Regions from separate parts of the Hordeum vulgare genome. Here all the other regions are linked to region 1. The links are chromatin contacts, called in public Hi-C maps. All regions are on one chromosome and are shown on one strand. Each heading gives the region's core, a stretch centred on a gene start, on an enhancer-like site or on the middle of the called end of the contact. The rest is flanking DNA. Distances are from core to core; before and after follow the strand shown.

Region 1 (4,863 bases), core at 1,647-4,146:
TGCGAACATGACAGAGGTTCGGACGCGCGTAACCCTCACCCAATTTTATCTCTGGCTTACGAGAAAGACATGTCTGAACCGGTCTGCATATCCATATAGGACTATATTGAATGACAAAACACAACCATCATACAGTGGACGGTTTGAGGATGGGCGGTGGAGATGCCCTTATAGATCATCCAAAGTTTTAGTTATGTCCATGCCTAATTTCTGTAACTAGATTATGAGAATTGGAGCTAGTTGGCATCACATTTTCAAGATGACATATATACCATACCACTAATCTTTCTAGAATTGAATGCCTCACAATCAATTGAGATCTTCAATTGAAATTTGGTCATCCAATTTTGATGACGTCATCAATTTTTTAAAAACTCTCTTATTCAATTTTTAGCACAATACGCTATCATTCCAATTTTTTAAATCTTTACAATTAATTGATGCTTTAATTTAGAATTGGGCCACTCAATTTTGATCGGGTCAATAATTTCTCATGGAGCTCTCCATTTAATTATTTCAATTTTATATGTTTCCAAATTTTAAAACTCTTTCATTTGACAGAGGTATTGGATTTGGTCAATGGTTTTGATCAGGCCAATAATTTTTTAAATCAATCAACAACAATCGGTCTATAAAAACATATCAACCCCTCACAAACTTCCATCACCCACAAAAAGCGCCACCATGTGATACTTTAGCATGAATACAGTACATACAACCATCAATCTAAATATCCACGCATAAATATAAGTTGATTAGCGGATAACACAGAATCACATCGTAAAAAGCCCACCAAATAACCGCATTATAAATAAACATAAAGCACACTCCATCATCTCCCCCACCGGTGAAACTAAATATTTCATCTATAAGGGTTATTAGTTTTTTGGAAATTCGAATTTCTTTAACTTTGATCAAATTCAGGGTAAAAAATATCGACATCCAAAATATTAAAAAATGATAATTCATTTCATGATGAATCTAATAACACCGATTTGATATTATGAATTTTGATATATCTCTCTCCAAATTTGATCAAATGTAAAAAAGTTTGTCATTTTAAAAAACAATACATCATATATTTTGAAATAGAGTAAGAAAAATAAGAATCCTAACAAATTCAACGACCCAACAAAACGCATCCAACCCTTCTAGTTTTAGATTAATCGTGACTGTTAAGAGCAACTCCAACTGGACGATCCAAGCGAACGAACGCTTTGTCCGCTTTTTTCGTTTCAGTCGGTCGCCTACTTCGCATCCGCCCTGTTTTCTTTTTGGATCGGCCATGCGTCCAACACGGGCGGCCCATTTTACGTCCGTAAATTTAGATTTAAAAGGCCCCCAGCCATAGATCATGCCAACGCCCAAGAGTTCATATCGACACCATGCCAGGGGCCGGCATACATTGCCAGCCTATAGAAAACCACCATGCAGTTCGACACACATGCCAACACACCAAAATGGGCGGGAATTCGACCACGCCATGTCGGCCCATGGTCATGCCAGCACACTTGCCGGCATACAAAAAAGGGACGGTGATCTCCGTCGCAGATCATAGCTGGTCGAACTTGAGCATTTCGGTCTACATCTTCTCGAACCATAGCCTCTTCCTCGGCGACACGGTGTTCACATCAACATTCATGATCTCCACACACGTCTTCATGCTTGTGAGGGCCACTTCTTTCGCCTTGGTCTTGGCATTGGCGGCCTCAATCTCCTCCTCCTCGAGGTCGTAGTCCTCCGGGAATTCATGGTCGAGTGGGAAGCCATCTAGACCGACCTGGTCTTGCATGAAGGCGTCATGCATGTCATGTGGATCATTGGTGGCTTGCGTGAATGACGCTCGACCGTCGTGTCTTTGAGTCTCATCGAGATCGTAGGCAGCCGCGGAGTAACCACCAGCCGTCGGTGCACCGTTTTCGAAGATCATGTTCTCGAGGAAACGGTTGCCGGTGAGCGTGTCGACTAGCATCTCGCGCTGGCGTTTCCTTGTGCCTCCGGACGATGATCCGCCTGCCACCGACGTGGCGTTGAGGTCGATGGTCATTGACGCGGGCGTGGAAGGGGCCACAATGCTCACCTCCAGCAAGCATTCCTCGGAGAAGTGGCTGCCTTGCGGGTAGATGTGGAAGCCGGGAATCGGCTACGTGGAAGACGTGCGCGGCGACTTCGACCGCATCATCCAAGGATATGCTGATGAGCCCGTGCTGGCTACGACTGCGGCAACATCGGCGTTGACAAGCCCGTGCTGGCTAGGGTTTACCCCTAGGTACAACAAGGCATCCCTCGCTACCGCCTTCACCCGGGCATTGGTGTCTTTCTCATGCGCGGCGACGGCGATGGCGACGACGGCAACTGCCTCGCCCCTTGCATCCTGCGCGTGCCTCCGGTCCTTCCTCTTGGTCGACTCCACGGCCCGCTCCTCGGGCGTCAACTCCTTCTTCTTCTTGGACACAGGCGGTCTTGCAGGGGGCGCGGGGCTTGCCTCTGCCTGCGGGGGTGACGCCGGACGATGCGAGGGAGGCGAGGCCGGCGGCGGCCTCGAGGTCGTCGTCCATGGCGGTGGGAGCAGGCGCGGGAGCGAGCGGGAGGGTTTAGGGAAAGTGGAGGGAAAAAGTGGCCACTTTGCTGCCGACTGGGGGGCCAAGTATGGGAATAGGCGAGGGTCGTGCGCGTCCGTTTCGTGTCCGTGCCGATGCAAATCAAGCTCAAAATTGGGTTGGGAATGGGTCGGCACGCGGATAAAAAACGAACGCGTTTTTGTTTGGATCGGCGCGTTGGGTCAACTTTTTATACGAACCTAAATAGACGACGAAGGATCAAATGGATCATTCGTTGGAGTTGCTCTAAATACCCTATATCATAGGGATAAAACTCAAGCAATACTAGTGGCACTCTGGAATGGAATAAAGCAACAGATGTATTCTCCACCTTTAGCAGAACCGCGTCCGTGCGTATAATAGGGAGCATCCACCCGCACTGCCTCCCCCGTGTTCTTCCCCCATCCCAACTGACGCCTCCTCCGCACGAAACACCGGCGCCGCACTCATCGGAGAGGAGGAAGCTCCTGCCCCGGCTCGATCCGATGGCCAACAGCAACCTCCCGCGACGAATCATCAAGGTGAGCTTCCGATCTGATCATCCCACCACAGATCTCTCGACTCCTTCGATCCGACCCGTCTTTCTTTCTTTTCTTTTCGAGTCTAACTTTTTGGGGTTTCCGTGTGGTTGGATCTACGCAGGAGACGCAGAGACTCCTCAGCGAGCCAGGTGCGGGCGCTTTTCAATCTGCCGTTTCGTTGGATTCTGGCGAGGTGTTGCATTTCTGGGTTTTGATTCCCGTTCTTTGAATGGTTTGTTTGTGCAGCTCCGGGGATTAGCGCTTCGCCCTCGGAGGAGAACATGCGGTATTTCAACGTCATGATCCTTGGGCCGGCGCAGTCGCCCTACGAAGGTATTTCTTCTTAACACACGATAGTGATGTTGTTTGTGATATTCTAAGGTAGCGATTAGTGAATCAAGATACTCTGTTCAAAGCCTTTTTGTTAAAAATGGTTGTGTTGGAATTATGGATGGCGGAGGTTGTGCTGTTTGATCAGTCTGGTGATGTGGCCGTGTCAGTTTTAGTTTATTCCTCTGTCGGGAAGTTGTCATGTTTGATGAGTCTTAAGTTCTCTCTTTAGTATGTACTCCTAATCAGTAATGTTGGAGGGCTAATTACTAGTAGTATTGTTTCAGGGATAGATTTTTGCTACTTGCTCCAAGCTTATTTGTAATGTCACTTATTTCCATGGTCAACATTGTATTGATACGCATAGTGTAACATATTTGCTTGCTTCCCTTTGGTGTTATTCGAGCCACCTGTATGCCATACGAGAAAATGCCTCTCATCTTTGAATTGCAGAGATTTGTTAATTTAACCTAGTGAACGTACTTCCAATTATGGAAGTGAACGATAGCTGAATATTCTGCTTACCAATCTTGGTTTTGCTGTTTATACGGATTACCTTATCTTCTGCATGATATAGGCACGTTTTGTGCTGAAGTGTTAGCATTCTACTCCCTCTGTTTCTAAATGCAAGTCTTTATTGAGATTTCAATACGGACTACATACGGATGTATATAGACGTACTTTAGAGTGTACATTCACTCATTTTGCTTGTATGTAGTTTATATTGGAATCTCTAAAACGACATATATTTAGGAACGGAGTATTTATTGACCGACTTGCTTTCTTACATTGTTCCCCTTTGCTTATCTTGCTTATCTATTGGGCAGGGGGAGTTTTTAAGCTGGAACTATTTTTACCCGAGGAATATCCGATGGCTGCCCCAAAGGTAATAATCTGTAGATGAGATTTGGTTAATGTTTTCAATGCAACTATCAGACCTGTACACTTTTTACATAATTATGTTGTATTCAGAATTGTACAGTGTGATTTCCTTTTTGACCAATATATGGCTGATTTCCTCTTTCGCCAATATGGCTTCAACTTTCTTCTGCATAGTTCAGTACTTATGTTCAAGGGCTGGTCAATTGCATTTACATAACTTCGGTGGCGTTTCCAGCTTCGGATAATCAAAAAAGTGATTGATAGATTGATTTGCGTGCAAGTTGTTTGAAATCTCATGTCTAAATGTTTGTGCACATTTGTTGTGTTACTGACTGCTTTATATGTCCTGGAGGTGGTACTATATTATCACATCAACCTTATTTCCTTGTTTAGATAACTTTAGCTGCTTGATTGGACATTCCATATTAGAAACGATGGAGTGTGGGACATGTGTGGCATAATGATTAACCTATCAGGACAGTTAAGTGGGTTAGCAGAAAGCTCAGCAAAATTATCACTTGCACTAAAAT
Region 2 (4,863 bases), core at 1,240-3,739, 230 kb before region 1:
TCAAGTCTTTTAAATTATTTGCTACTGAAATATTTCCATAATATGTCGAACAAACAAACAAAAAACTTACATGCATGTTTGCCTTTGCTTTTCTGATGCAGGATACTAGTTCCAGATTACGGTTTCATGCACCTGGAGTTGATACCCATGCTCGTTGGGTTTTTCACCTACAAGATTGCAATGTTTACTCAAGCGATTCAGGAATCAATACCTGATGTTGGAAACCGCGAAGCTTGAACGCTGCTTTGGCTAATAGAAGAACAGAGAGAAGGTTGTTGCCCTGAGGGGAGATTGGTCACCATTCATCAATATAGTAAGGGGCCGAGCTTCATCCATCCTTTCTTGGGCACGATAGCACAGCATGTGCCCATGCCATGTCAGCCATAATTTTATGCCGCCATGACTGTACTGTACCCCTTCCGACAGTTGGAAGGATTTTAAAGATTTATTTATGCTCATCCTGCCCTTTAAGCAGCATAACTAGGCATTGCAATGCATGATTCTACACGTTTTTAAATGAAGTACTGTAACTTGATTATGTTCAATGCTGATCCCACTCTTGTTATTTTTCTCAGGTTCTATTAAGGTTTTGGAAGAGTGTAATCTGCAGCCTGGAGATTTCGCCAAGTACTAAATCAGATTCAGGCCGACGATACTGTCTGAACATATCGACTGATTAACAGCATTCCGCTGAAAAAGTTTACATGACTGTGCGAAGGGAAGCTGGCATACAGGATTACAGGTGTGCTGTCAAATACTACAAGTTGTGTACAATGTACGCCTCTGAACTTTTGGTGCATTGACCCCGAATCACATGCCATGGTTGAGTCGACATTTAATTTGAGCATTTAACATTATGTGCACAAGGAGGTCGGCAGGACTCGGATCAGTACAGAATGTAAATAGTGAGGGTTGTTAGTACAGTACAATACAGTAGCTCCGGAAGCTCTCTTTTACAAAGTATAGTAAAAAAATGTTATTATTTCCGTGGACCATGCTCAAATGCCAAACTGGAACGCGGCATGCATGTGTGAGTTCCTCAGTAGGCTGCAGGCCTGCACCAGCACCAGCACCAGCACCATGTGATGAAGTGATGATCATGCACCGGTGGTGGAGGACTTTTTGTTTAGAAATGACATGAATATGATGCTTATCGTTGACAATGAGAAGAAGAACACGTAAAGAAATTGACACTATGTCATCATCACTACCGGGAATAGCTAAAAGCTAAAAGTGGAGGTGATGAAGCTTGCCTGTTTGCAGTAGTAGTAGTTGGGATAGTGCAAACCTTCTCAGGTAGATGCCTCCTTTCTTCTTCTTGCTAGCGGATAGATTCCTCTGGCCCTGCGTTGATGCCATAGGCATTTAAGTACAAGAACGCACCACCTACCACGTATACATTCCATTTAAGCTGCGCATCTGCAGCAAACTCAACTCAAGAGGAGCGTGTCACCGATTACACGTGATCCATTGAATGGCCCCCTGCCCTCCCTGCACTGCATCTAATAGCTGAATGCAGAGGACAAGGAGAGGAGAAACTTGGGGCAGCAAAAGGGAGGAAGAAAAAAGATGAATCATCATCATCATTGCCACGGCTCACAGTGAAGGGGTACATTCATTTCAACGAGTAGGGACTAGTATTTTTTTTTTCAAACTTTTCCTCTCTTTCATTCATTCGACGGGAGTATCTCTTTCATTGCTGGCCGTGTCCGCATCCTTCCGGCCACCCAAAAGAATCCTAACATGGTATCGAAATGGAACAACCTACATCAATAATAATAAATTCCCCCCAAAAACAAAGAGCCAAAAAAGTGTCTCTGACGCGTGGGCCCGGAAGAGCGGAGGAGGAGGAGGGAGGGAGCAAAGCATTGCTCCAGGCAGCTCCACCACGCACGCGACGACGCGAGTTCCCGGAAAGGCTCCTACGACCGCGAGTCAACGCTCTCCGCTGCTGCTGCTGCTGCCCCTTCCTCGGAGGTGGAGGCGGTCGCCGAGGCCGCGGCGGCGGCCGATCGGGCGGTGGGCCGGGGCCTGCGGCGGCCGGGGGAGGCGGTGGCGACGCGGCGGAGCGCGCCGCCGGCCGTCCAGTAGCGGCGGCAGGCGCGGCAGAGGTGACGCGGCTGCCGCACGTTGTAGTTGTTGAAGTAGCAGAACTTGGTCTCCCTGCTCCCGCACCTCGGGCATGGCAGCGGCTCGCCGCCCCCGACCGTGGCCTGCTGCGTCGTCGACGGAGCAGGAGGAGGAGGAGGCGGGGGCGAGGGCGTTGGCGTTGGCGTTGGCGCTGTGCTCTCTCCCGTGGAGATGGAGATGGAGACGGAGGCGGCGCGGTGGGCCTCGGGCTGGATGACCTGGCCGAAGAGCTTGAAGCCGGAGGCGTCGGCGTTGGTGGTGGTGGCGTGGGTGGGGAGGTTCGCCATGGAGGCAGGGGAGGGAGGTGGTGGTGTGTAAGAAAGTGCCCCCCTATATAGAGGAGGAGGCGGCGGTGGTCAATCCCCCCCCCCCCCCCCCTCGCTTTTCACTCATGCTTGCTTTGCTTAATAAACCTGACTTCTTTGTGTGACATGGGTGATGGCCGGCCCCATCTCTTTCCCCTTCTGGATATTTTCACCTTTTTTGTTTTATTATTATTTATTTATTTAATACTCATAAATATAGTACTACTGTGAAGCAATTTAATCTTGGACGGGCGGATATGAATGGAGTCATGGGCCATGCATGGTGAGTGATGCGTGCATTCATTTCAGCGCACACACGCGTAAAAGAATTCCATGGGAAGTGTGGCATCATGTGACGCCCTGGATTTGGCCCGAGCCTGTTCAAAGTACTTTACCAATGAGTGCAACTTTCCACGCTTTTATCGCATTCCAATCGTGTTGACTTCCGTGATCCATCTATATATATTCCTCTTGTCGTTTGACTTTTCAAACTTCTTGCGGTGATCCGCTCATGAGTGGAACGGACTCAACCGATGAAGCACTGTGAAGCAACAACAGGGGAGGGAGGGGAGCGTATTTGCCGCCCGTCGTTGACCCAGATTCTCTTTTGTTTTGCGCGTGACGTTTCCGTGCCCTGCAAAGCAAAGCAAAGCAAAAAAAGGTACTAGTAGGAGTAGAAGATTTGTGCTGGGCCAATACGTGTGCGGCGCCCGGATACGGGGCATCTCCCCCGACCCCGAGCGTGACGAGGACACAAGAATTATATGGCCGCGCCCATCGGTCTCACCTCTCTCTAATCGAAATGGCAAATGTCCGTGGCAACCCGCACGTCAGGATCTTGGACTACTACTACATAGTACAGTATACTCCCACAAGGTTAGGCACGACGACCGAAGATATAGCCAGCGATGTCACCGTCTACCGATATACACGGGCGGGCCCGTCGTATGTACACAAAGATTGAACGAAATCCAGCAGATAAAAAGGTTGAGGTGACGCGTCGGGTCCGTCGAACTGATTAGGTTCGGCAGGGCTTGATTTTTTCCGCCGGGCCTGTTTTGCCCAGTCGATCAGCCGGAAATCCGTTACCGGTACCTTCAAGGCAAAACGAAACGTGTACTGGTACTCCTGTGCGTGACCGTGCGTGCTTGCATGTCTTGCTACCATTGCAGCACAACGATCTGATAATAATTCTCCTAGAGAGGAACCGATAACGATTGGAGAGCTTTTTTTGTTGGTAGGTTACTTTTCGTATGGGCTTTCTTGCCAAATGTGCCTACATAAAGATACCGCAGTGTTTTTGGTTGTCAAGTCAACTCGCCAAGGTTGGCTTGCTTGCTACTCCCCCGGGGGTAGAAAAGTTTACCCTGGCCGACATCATCAAACCATTTTGCTAATGGTAATGAAAAGCGAGAGCTTGTCCTTTGTCTGACGTTGCACTCCAACTGAGTTGAAGCACGTACGTCTCACAAGAAACTGGGCTTTGATCCAGTTTTTATTTAGAGGATAAAAACTGAAACAAATCGTTTTCTTACGCAAGTATTGTATACGTATATAAAAGGAATAGATCGTTGTTTGGCTAAGAATCGATCAGTCAGTATTACACTCGCTTTTAAATATGCTGCCGTCCCGGTATAGAAATGAGCCCCCAGTATGTGTACATAGTGTACTGTAAAAGTAGTATACGTGCGTTGATTTGATTTAATTTGTTATAACTAAGGTCCTGTTTGGAACCATCCAGATTATATAATCTGGTTTTATAATCTATTATATTTCCAAACAGAACAGTTTATATTGTAGATTTTATAAACTAGATGACCAGATTATTATAATCTCATAATCTGCTCTACCCAGCTAAAATAAGATTATGGATTACAAATGACGTGTTACCCTTGTAAACTTTAAGAGAATTGCGCAGTACCACCGCCACCTTCCTATTTTTCCTTGTAAGCAGAGGGCAAACATGTCATTGTACAATTTAAAAGCTGGTTTATAGTTTATATAATCTGGCCTCCAAACATACCCATCTGGATTATTTTTATAAACCAGATTATATAATCTATGTTCATAATCCAGATTATCATAATCTATTATGGTTCCAAACATGGCTTAAGATAAGAAAAGAACCGCTAGCTACTCACTGGATCTTCTTAATTTCATCGGATTGTTCGGCCATGCTCCAGTAGTATCTCTTTTTGGCCTGACTATGCGTGAAGGAGAAGAAAAGGTCCGTTCGGCTTGATCTACTGACTTCATGCTCGACGTCACGCAAATTCACGAGCGGGAGTGAGGGGGTTAGCGTATGATTAAGGCCATGTCTTCGTTCGTGTTGGCTAACAAACATCAACTGTTCCAGACTTTTTGTTTCCAACATATTCTTTTCTGACTATTACATGTTTCAAAGTGTGGTTTGTCAATATTTACATTA
Region 3 (4,863 bases), core at 1,103-3,602, 180 kb after region 1:
AATTTATAAAAAATGTCTATAATTTGAGAATTTATAGTTACGATACAAATAAAGATGGTCTTATCCTACAAAAATGCAGTTCAAAATTTCACGGGTCTTCTATTTTAACATGGTTTGCATGTAGATTTAATACGTACAAAGAATCAGTCAAGTGACCTTCAGTTTCATCTCTAATCCTGATTTTGTTGACGTGTTCATCCCCAACCCAGATGAGTACCGGTATGAAAGAAAGACGAAACTTATTTATTAAGATTGCACCCTAGATAGTATTTTTATTAAACGTTTAACAGATAAAATAATATCATATTTAAATTCTACATATTTTTCTAATCAAATTCCATGTATAATATGTTAAATTTGAAGTTACGGTTTAAAAGAAATGAGTATTTAAAAAAATATTTAATATATACTACGAGTTTAATGTTATAAACAGTAAGTGCTTTTTTGTAAAATCATCTCGGTGGGTTTTCCGACGGAAGCGATAGCCACTTTATTATTAAGTATAGATAAATCAAAAACCAAAAGCCATGAGTTAAGCCTAAACAAACGCCCCCATCGATTTCTTTCCTACATTTAGCAATGATGCTTTGTGAGCGAAACTCGTTTTCAACTCTGCACATCCGTCTAAGAGGAGTAAACTTGTTAAAATCTGAAAGTTTGTAAAAACAGTACCAAAATGTCATCAATGTAGACCAAAAAATGGCTAGAACCTCGATTTTGGGTAGCAAATTGTCGCCTTGGAGAAGGAAACATCGAAGATGACCAGTATAACATTGTAAGTCAGATCAAAAGAAGTTGGGGAACATAATTATCACATGCTCCCCGAGTTCGAAGCTAGCCAAATTTCATCGTTCAAAACTAGAGTGGGAGAATCAAGGCGCGCATCCCTTACGTCCACTCCGCAAGATGGCGACACCGAGACAAGCATGCACAAAAAAATATCTTAAGCCAAAAAAACACATCGGAAGACACATAAATCTTCACACGCCTTTGAACAATGCCAAGAAGCATAATTGAAACACCATCTGGATGGAAAGGACTTATTCCATTTCGTTGGCGACGACATCACTGATGATTAGAAACCGAAACCGAAACCTAAACTAAAACCCTTACCTAGCACCACCGGTTCAAAACAGCGGGGTCCCCGCCCTCTCCCGTAGTCGAAGTGGCGAAGAAAGGGAAACGAGGCCCGTGATCTCACTGGTGAGAAGGTAGATCGCCGCCATTGCCATAGCTCATAGGATTTCAAGAGAAAGAGAGAGAGAGAGGGGGGAGAAGGACGTGCGAACTTTGCGTGTTTTGGTAGACATTAGGGATGGCACCCGCAGGGTATGGGTATGGGTGGAGCCTCCCGATACCCTTACCCGCCCCGTCTGATATTACCCATCACCCTTACCCATACCCGTCAATGGGTACAATTTTTTCCATACCCGTTACCCGACAGGGTAGATGGGTACCCGCGGGTAAAAATACCCATATTTGCAAAACATCAATTTAAAAAACTTATAGTTATAAACTGCATTGTATCATATAGTTTATAAAGATAGATTATAGCTACGACACATACTTATAAAACAACATCATGTAGTCATAAACAACAACTCATAGACATACACTTTCAATTCATAAATTATTGATATCGTGTAGATTGTAGAGATAATTTTGAGTTTAGATAGATTTTATATGGGTATACGGGTATATGGGTATGGGTTATATGATCCCATACCCATACCCGCTCTATCCGATGGGTTTCTGATTTTCCTATTTATATATCCATGGATAAATTTTTGTCACATACCATTATCCTAATAGGATTTTTACCCGCACGATACGTGGGTAATGGGTACCCATTGCCATCCCTAGTAGACGTATACGCCTCCAGTGCCAAACTATAATTCCCCAGCGATGAGAGAGGATCGCGGTGATGCCGACGGCTCTAATATGCTACCGATACCGGGCACATCTCGCCATCAAAACCAGTGTCACAACCTGCATCGCAACACGCATTACTTTTGTAAAATCACGCACATGACTCACGAGGCGGAGACTTAGAGACGGCGACACCGCACCCAAACCAAACCAAACCAACCAGGCCGTCTCCCGTCTGATCCGAAAACGATCGTCCAGCAAGGCATCCCAACGGCCGATCCTCCCCCGCTGCCCGTCCGTCAGCAGTAAACAAAAACAAGCACCGCCACATCCAAGCCGAGCCGAACCAGCTCGAGCAGATCGGCCCCGCATCTCACTCGCCCCGAAGTCCACCCACGCCCCCGCTTTCCCCACTTGTCCCCGTCGCCCTCCCCCCATTTTTATTGCTCCCCACGCCTCGATCTCGCCTCGCCTCGCCTCGCCTCTGATTCTGAATTCTGATTGGCCTCCCCTATTTTTTTTCCCCCCGGCACCCTCTGTTTCACCCTGCTTTTTCCCCTTTGCCCGCTTTGCTTCCACTCCTTCTCACTCGCCCCTCTTTCCTCGCCCCTTCCTCCGCTTCGGATTCCCTCCCATCCCGTCCCACCCCGGCTCCCTCGCCCGCGTCGCGCACCAACCCAAAACCCTAGCCAGCCAGCCCGCGCGCCCATGGCGTCGTCTCCCGCTCGCCCTGCCGCCGCCTCCGTCTCCGGCGCCTTCGGCCTCCCCCCCGACGCCCGCTGCTCCTTCGACCAAACCCGCCGCCGCGCCGAGGTACGTCCCGTCTCTCTCTCTCTCTCTCTCTCTCTCTCTCTCTATCTGTGTGTGTGTGTGTGTGTGTGTGTGTGTGTGTTTCGCCGTCCATCTCCCTACTGCTACTAGCACCGCGCGGGGTTCCTCGATCTCGGGGGTTGATGCGTTTGTGAGCGGGGGAAGCAGGATTCGCAGGACAAGAGGCAGCTGGTGCGGACGTTCGTCAACGTGTACGGACAGGAGGGGTACCCCAAGGACGCCGTCATGGCGGCCGTCGAGGAGTGCATGAGGAAGCAGGCCGAGGGGCTGCTGCATTCGCTCGAGGGCATCGGCGGCAGGCTCTCGCAGCTCGAGCTCTACTGCTACAAGCTCGAGCGGTCCATCGGGGAGCTGCGCAGCGACGTCATGGACTACCACAGCGAGGGCACCGTCAACTTCCGCTGCCTCGACAAGAACCTCAGACAGGTACGTGCCCTGCTCTGCCTCCAGATCCGCGCACGCGCAGCCAATTACTGCAAAATGCCTTGCTCTCGTCTCGAGTACCCCCACGGCCCTGTTAGTCCAGGCTGTGGAAATCACTATTCAGATTTCACCATTGATGAATATACCTCGGAATTTGCGTTTCACGTTTGTCTTGTGTGGTGCTTAAGGAGTCACAGTGGAACACTTTCACGAGCTGCCATTCCTAAACTACGTACGGTGGAGTCAGACTTACTGTTCTCGTGAGGCTTGGGTCATTTTTCGTCACATTATGAATAGGTAGGTCTCTCAGCTGAACTATCGTTTCTTCTGTTGACCAGGTTCAGAAAGCCGTGCAGATGCTTCAGGATAAGCATGAGCCGGCCGACACGGCGCAGCAACTGGCCAAACTTCAAATAGCGCATGAATTCCCTGCTAGAACAAATGAAGCCACTGCCTTGTCGATGCTTGCTGCAAGGGAAAATGTCAACGATCACAGCACACAATTCACAAACCCTGAGGTTTCTTTTGTGCCAATTCACCAAGTTAATGCCATGCAGTCTCCTGCTATGCCGAACCAAAGTAGCGGCGGTTATATTCTGCAGCAACTGGTGCCCGTCTCTTTGAGCACGCAGCATGATCAGCAACATCCGAGCCAAGCTGCAGTGTACTATATGCAAAGCCAAAATCATGTGAACTGCGCAGAGAACAACCAGTCCGAATCTTTTGTTCAGGTTATGCAGCCTCAGGTCCAGAACCATGAAGCTAGGGTTGCAGTTGAGCTACCTCAGAAATCTAGTCAGCCAACGGAAATATACCCTTCAATGCAGCATCATATGCTACAAATGCCTGCTCAGCATCACGAGTCACAGGCATGGCGGTCACAGCCCCCTGTCGCGCAACAGCAGCACTACAGTGTTCAGCAAGTCCCGCCACAGATGGTTCAACAGAAAACATCTTCGCCTCATTCTCAGAGTACTCCTCAAGTCACGCTCATGTATCCTCCATACTCCTCTCAGAAGCCTGCCAATGCTACCACTGAGCCACTTCCGAGAAGTTTGGTAGGGCAGTCTCCATACTCTTCACATCAGCAGAAGCATCATGAAGTCATGCCTTCGTTTTATGGCCAAGGAAACACAAATTTGCTTCCCACAGCAGAGCATAATATCCAGCATCAACAGCCACAGCAACTGCAAACACAGAGCCAGGCCTCATGCCCACCTCAACCAAGCAAGCCAAGCCACTGCAGCATTGCGTCGTATGCTGTTCAGGGTAGTGGCCGAGCCTACACAACCACATATAAGAATCCTGCCGAGTGCCCTGCAACTGTTGTTGCTGTTCTGCCTCAGCATTCGGCAGCAGCTCCTATGGCGTTCCATCATTTGGGACCCCAAGTCCTGCATAAGAATCCATATGGAAGTATGTTCGAAACGGCCAGTGTAGTAGGGTATCCAAAGGATCTAGTTGGGAGTATGGCGCTCCCAGTGGTGACTGCGGACTCCAGTGCCATGGTTGATAAGCTCAATGCTGGTAGCAATGTTACATCCCCACGAGACTGGCCTGCATAGTGCAGAATGGGCAGTTATATTGAGCACTTCATTGCTACCACACAACTTATTTCCATAACTATAGCTGGAAGCTTATCGGCTCTTACCCGGGTATTTCATCTGGCTTCCTTTTTATTAGCCAGCAGATTGGTACAGATCCTTCTACTTTTTTTTTCTGCTGAAGGGTCAATCTGAA

The links. A called contact is a pair of places that touch in the nucleus more often than the background predicts.
Region 2: a contact with region 1 is called in a Hi-C map of leaf, with 5 times the contacts expected there. The contact joins the promoter of LOC123444082 here to the promoter of LOC123444079 in region 1. A contact is called at or near these places in 4 of 6 Hi-C or Micro-C datasets (leaf and seedling) and 1 of 1 datasets of contacts at active chromatin or transcription factors (embryo).
Region 3: a contact with region 1 is called in a Hi-C map of leaf, with 2.3 times the contacts expected there. The contact joins the promoter of LOC123444077 here to the promoter of LOC123444079 in region 1. A contact is called at or near these places in 2 of 6 Hi-C or Micro-C datasets (leaf and seedling).

Annotation. Positions count from the first base shown.
Region 1 is chr3H:424,987,904-424,992,766 of MorexV3_pseudomolecules_assembly, reverse strand. It overlaps LOC123444079 (ubiquitin-conjugating enzyme E2 36), which reads left to right and starts at 2,896. Exons shown (of 8, transcript XM_045120691.1): 1 at 2,896-3,121; 2 at 3,243-3,270; 3 at 3,368-3,454; 4 at 4,279-4,337. The coding sequence starts at 3,086.
Region 2 is chr3H:425,214,229-425,219,091 of MorexV3_pseudomolecules_assembly, reverse strand. It overlaps LOC123444082 (dof zinc finger protein DOF1.5-like), which reads right to left and starts at 2,489. Exons shown (of 1, transcript XM_045120694.1): 1 at 1,566-2,489. The coding sequence starts at 2,417. The coding sequence ends at 1,923. It overlaps LOC123444081 (protein CONSERVED ONLY IN THE GREEN LINEAGE 160, chloroplastic-like), which reads left to right. Exons shown (of 10, transcript XM_045120693.1): 9 at 102-313; 10 at 576-986. The coding sequence ends at 237.
Region 3 is chr3H:424,806,226-424,811,088 of MorexV3_pseudomolecules_assembly, reverse strand. LOC123444077 reads left to right here and starts at 2,352. Exons shown (of 3, transcript XM_045120685.1): 1 at 2,352-2,682; 2 at 2,848-3,126; 3 at 3,462-4,863. The coding sequence starts at 2,578. The coding sequence ends at 4,688.